Linked DNA regions of Hordeum vulgare: region 2 is linked to region 1. Evidence: chromatin contacts called from public Hi-C data. All regions are on one chromosome and are shown on one strand. Each heading gives the region's core, a stretch centred on a gene start, on an enhancer-like site or on the middle of the called end of the contact. The rest is flanking DNA. Distances are from core to core; before and after follow the strand shown.

Region 1 (2,843 bases), core at 148-2,647:
TCCCGAAAGATAGTCCATCACTATCGACTGCGGACATACCCGTATGACTGGAAAATCGGAATTCATTACTCTTGAATCCGTGGAGGTTTGCCGAGAGTCCTAATGACGCAGCCCGAGCTGCAGCCCAAGAATCTCCGGGACATCAAAGGAAGTCATTCACTCGCTCTGCAAAACCTCACCCGATTAGGGGGCTACTAATGGGGTTGTACATTAGGGGTAGGCCTACGGACCTGCTTCCCTAGGCCCACCTAGGAACCCTTACGGACATGAGTGTCCTTAAAGTCACCAGTGTAGCCTCGACATCACTCGTTTCAGCAACCGTCACTCGCCTGCCTCGAGTCACTCGGATCACCTTGCTCTAGTCGGATGCATCTTAGCACTCGGACTACAGCGAGGAGAAGGCACCGAAGAGGCTGTAACGTCTAAGGACTTAATCCATCACATGAAGTGCAGTGAAGACTCACGTTACGAGTAACGCCGAGAGTTAAAGCTGTCGTTTATAGTAACTTCCCTGTTTATTAGCATTAATTACCTTGTAATGAAGCTCGACCGGTCGTGGCAGCAACTATATAAGCCACTTCCGGGCTCCAGCTCAAGCGTTCAACACTTTGTAATCTTTTATACCCCATAAGAAAACATCAGCCTCAGGGCTCGAGACGTAGGGCTGTTACCACTTGCGAGTGGGGCCTGAACTCGTACATCCAAGTGCATCCACTGCGCCTAGTTAGACTTCGCCCCTTCGTTCGTACCCCTAGGTACTATTGTCAGGGTCATTCGCACGACAAGGCCTGAATCTGGGTAAACAATGTCTCGTCCTGTTTCCTCCAACCCATAGATCTAAGGTCCACAGTTCGGGACCCCTACCCGAGATGTGCCGGTTTTAACGCCGACAGTGGCCACCACCACCCCCCGTACCGCCTGCAGATCGGATCGGGACGCCACCGCGCTAGATCTGCAGGGCACGCCGCCACCACGCTCCCAGGTCACCACGCAGCCTCCACAACCGCACCACCCAACCGCGTCGTCGGCCCGGCTGCGCATGCCCATGTCACAACGCCCCACGCCAGCGTTGCATCCTGGCTAGGCCGCCACATCCCGCGTTGCGCACCCAAGCGAGGAGGAAGAAGGACCCTCCGCCGGCCAACCATGAGGGGCTTTACCCCTGGCGGCGCCTGCCGGCGATGGGATGAGAGCCGGGGACGGAGGGAGCTAGGCAGGCGACGGCGGATACACCCGAGTCGCCCGCGGGTGATGACGCGGGGGGCTTTTTTCCGGTAAGTGCCTCACTTATCGGAATTACTTCTAAATATGCATCTAACAATATCATTTTATACTTTGCTAGTAAAGAAAAAAGAAGATGCATGCGTGCTCCGTGCTGTTGCTTCGCTTTCACGTATGGAAATGTGCTTTCAATCACCAGAGTTCGCAAAGGTAAAAGGTTTCTGAGTTCGCAGGTCCATGGCCTGTCATCTCATATGGTGCGATTGTGGCAGAGCACGTCACATGCGACGGCAAATAATAAGATGGCCGTCACCATCTCATTATCGCGGTAGCTTCTGGAATCATTAGTCCGTTTGGAAGGGCATGGAGTCCTCCACAGGTTGCTGGCTCCGCTGTGAACTGGTTTGAGATGTGGGAATGCGAAATTTACCGAAATTTATACTGTCCTGTCATAGGTTCTTCTTCTTTGAGCAGATGCATAGTGTCCCTGTGAAGGATGCAATGCTGGCAACTAGGCACAAAAGGATGAGTTCTCGCCATGTGTTCGAGTCATCCTCCAGCTATTATCACCAGGGATTTCTCAACCGCAGACAGGGAGATTTCCCTTCCGACAAGTCCAACAAGAGGCCGTGGCAATGCCTTGCCCTGAACAGCTGCACTGAAAGCTACTCGCCCCCGAAAGGCCGAAAGTCTTGGTCGACGACGACGAGCACCATATGCAGATGCCTCTTGTATTGTTGTCTCTGTTGAGCCGCGATACCTGGCCGGACCGCCGGAGTACTGCGTATTCATGAGCTCCCTGAGGACCCTGTCCCCTTCCTCGCCTTGCCAGTCGGCACCTTGCTTTCATGCGCAGAGCCCACACGGAGTAAAGAAGAGAGCTGTGGCGCACGTACACCAAACACATTGACACTTGTGCTTGTAAGAAACACTCCAAGAAGCGGAGCAGATGACGACGGATCGGACGTTAATACTCTCCATGCAAGCAGATTAGGAGCCGTGTAGACGTGTAGTGGACCAGGTGGTTGCAGGTCCATGCAAAGCACCTGCAGTTGGTTGACAGTCGCTCACTCTCATTTCAACCCCAGGCAGAGCGCGGATAGAAAAGTAGAAACTGACTGCCAATGGACATGGAGTCGTTTATCGTTCTCCTGTTCCTCTTTCTTGCCAGAGCGGAGGCGGCGAGCAACGGCGTTGGCGTTGGCGGTCGAGAAGGGAAGGCTGGGGCAGCGGTGCTTCTTTCGCTCAGGCTGCAGGAGGTGGCGCCCCCGCCGCGAGCGCTGGCGAACCGGCTGCGGTTCCGACACAACGTGAGCCTGACGGTGTCGGTGGTTGTCGGCACGCCGCCGCAGAACGTTACGATGGTGCTTGACACCGGCAGCGAGCTCTCCTGGCTGCTCTGCAACGGGAGCTCCGTGTCGCCGCCTGCGCCGTTCAATGCGTCGGCTTCTTTGACGTACAGTGCCGTCGATTGCTCGTCGCCGGCGTGCGTGTGGCGCGGACGTGACCTGCCCGTCCGCCCGTTCTGTGACGCGCCGCCGTCGACCTCCTGCCGCGTCTCCATCTCCTACGCAGACGCCTCCTCAGCCGACGGCCACCTGGTGGCCGACACCTTCATCCTC
Region 2 (2,843 bases), core at 130-2,629, 380 kb before region 1:
CCTACCATACCATGCTAACCCAACCCATGCATACACCATAGTTGGACCATGGTATTCCAGGAGTAGCAAGGAATGTAAAAAAATCAACAATAATCAACATACCATTTGCTATGTCGATAGACTCGACATGTACTTGCAGCTCTGCAAGCAAATCTGCAACGGTCACAAAGTAATTAGTCAGTACCAACTGTGAGCTGAGCAAGCAAAATACGTCTTACTGGGCTAAGACAAGCCTATAACAAATGATAAATCCTCAAAAAATGCCTAACATTGGGAAGGACGAGACAAAGGGTTTTCTTTCGTTGACCTGAAAAGCTTGGTGAATTACGAATACGAATCACAATTTATTTATTTATTTATTGCGGGGGAATCACAATGTTATGGATTGCAGAATATTCAGAATGCTGGGAACATTCCTAACTGCCTCATATGTTTCACCTAAATTGTTCATAACCATCTAGATTCCAATCTTTTCAAGGACAAGATTCCAGACATCTAGCATCCTTACTCTACCATCAATTAAAACTCTCAAATGCACGGTAATACTACCAATCGACCACCATTATCGCCCTTCGCATGCCACCGGCAGGTGGGGATGACTGATCCGTACCTTCGATGTCCTCGGGCGTGATGCCCTGCGCCTCCAGGACGGAGAGCGGGGTTCTCATCAGCAGCGCGATCTCCCTCAGGCGGCCCACCACGTCCTCCGCCATGTGCCGCTCCACCGCCTCCGCCAGCCACCTCCGCTCCTCCTCGCTGCACACCACACGCTCGCCTCAGCCGCAGCCAAAATGAAAACAGCAGAAAGCAATAGCCTCCATTTCCCTTCGCCCTACCTGATGTCGCGAGAAGGCCGCGCGCCGCCCATGTAGGAGAGGCTCCATTTGAGCAGCCTCGCCCAGCTCATCCGATCCCCGGCCATCCCGGACCTCTCCCGCTCCCGAATCGCAATCCCACGACGCCGCCGGCGAAGCGAGGCGGAACCACCACCGGGCTACGGTGTCGCGGTTAGCCTGTGCTCGGGTCTCGAGTGCGGTGCGGTGCGGTGAGCGCTCGCTCGTTGGCTTTCTCTTCCTCGAGTGCGTGTCAGAGACAAACTGGCGAATGCGGACAGGTCCGGCCGCGCGGCACAGCGGTGGCGTCCTCATCGGCTTCCGTCTTCTCGATGGGGACCGATTTCTCTGGAACTCTCCCGGCCGCTCGGCTCGGACCCCCGCGCGCACGGCGACACGGCAGGCCTCGGCCCATCATCCATGCTGCTCGCTCGGTACGGGCCCATTGCGCGCCGGATTGGCCCATCTATTTCCCCGTCCGTTCCGACCGTTCATTTCCATTCCCTTTCCTTCCTTCCGCTGGCGCGAGGGACGGGATAATGGCGGCAGCGTGCTCCCTCTCCCTCCTCCCTCTCGCGCCGCCTGCGACACCCAGGCCAGCGCTCTTCTCGAGGTGCATCGCTGCGCCCCGCCGTGGTAGGAATGCCGGGGGAGGCACCGGGCGCTTGCGCCTCGCCAGGAGGAGGCTGCCCCCGCCTGCCGCCGCCATCGAAGAGGTGGAGCAAACCGAGGCCATGATGAGGGTGGCCGCCGACGACGACAGCATCACCGCCACCGTGGTGTCGGTTCTGCTCACGGTCTCGTTCGTCGGGCTCTCCCTCCTCACCATCGGGGTGCGTGACGCGTGTGTTATCCGTCGAATCAATTCGCTCCCCCCTTGAATAATGAATAGTAGCGAATTTCGTTGATGGACACTGCTGTTTTTGGATAGTCGGTGCTGATCTTGTAGGTCTTTCCTGATTCCTGCTTTTGCTGGAAATGCAGGTCATTTATCTGGCGGTGCAGGACTTCTTGCAGAAGAGGGAGAGCGAGAAGTTTGAGAGGGAGGAGGCTGAGAAACAGAAAGAGGAGGCGAGGCAGAAGAGGGCCAAGGCAAGGGGGAAGAAAAGAAATCGACGATGACTGCTTCTTCAGTGACCTCAGTGTGAGAACTCATGACTGGTTCTTCGTAAACCTCGGTGAGCAATTCTTAGCTTTTCTACCTTTGCTTCTTGGAATAGCAGTTATATGTTTATTCTTTATTGTGGGTGAGTTTGTCTGATTTCAAAAGCAGAATGTTGTACTTTAGCTAATAGAATATGACTAGCAAAAGTATTCAGCCAGGCCTTCCAAAAAAAGGTACTCAGCCACCGTATATGCCACAAGCAGAATGTTGTACTTTAGCCACGGGGAAAACGTTTACGGTGTGACAGCAAAACTCTATTACATGTTTTGCCATTAGATGCATTGTCATACTGGACCATAGAAACATCTCATACTCACATTTGGAGGTTTTCCTTTTGAAAATATCTCAGGAAAACATGATTTTAGATGGAAGCCATGCCCAGCTTTACAGATATAAAGCTCCAAACCGGCCATCAAGATAGCAAAACAGGATAAACTAATAGTAGCAATGTTCTATGAGTTCATCAATTAGACAGACGACAAATACAAAAAGAACCAACACACCGAATTTTGTACTATTATGGATACAAAAGAACCAAGACACTCACATATGAAAGTATTCGTTCACACCTTAAAAAAAGTATTCAACCACCGTATATGCTATTATCAGAATTTCGTACTTCGGCCATGGAACAGAAAAATGGAGAGAGGATTTGCTGACCCATGGTTTAGCTGGGCCATATCTGTAAACCGTAGGATGCGGATTTTGGTATCTCGAGATCCATACAGCATTATTAACTCAATATGCATAGTGCACAATTATCCAAAGTCTAATTGAAGTGCGTAGTATCCATAGTTTGCATTTTTAGAGCACCGGCTTTGTGCTTTTTTATCTCCCAGAGCACA

What was found. Hi-C and Micro-C count contacts between places; a contact is called where the count stands out from the background.
Region 2: a contact with region 1 is called in a Hi-C map of leaf, with 5 times the contacts expected there. The contact joins the promoter of LOC123449033 here to the promoter of LOC123446659 in region 1. A contact is called at or near these places in 3 of 6 Hi-C or Micro-C datasets (leaf and seedling) and 1 of 1 datasets of contacts at active chromatin or transcription factors (embryo).

Annotation. Positions count from the first base shown.
Region 1 is chr4H:478,435,519-478,438,361 of MorexV3_pseudomolecules_assembly, reverse strand. It overlaps LOC123446659 (aspartic proteinase PCS1-like), which reads left to right and starts at 1,397. Exons shown (of 1, transcript XM_045123220.1): 1 at 1,397-2,843. The coding sequence starts at 2,346.
Region 2 is chr4H:478,819,672-478,822,514 of MorexV3_pseudomolecules_assembly, reverse strand. LOC123449033 reads right to left here and starts at 1,379. Exons shown (of 6, transcript XM_045126098.1): 1 at 837-1,379; 2 at 611-756; 3 at 103-153. The coding sequence starts at 922. It overlaps LOC123449032 (pentatricopeptide repeat-containing protein At5g59600-like), which reads left to right. Exons shown (of 2, transcript XM_045126097.1): 2 at 1,818-1,906.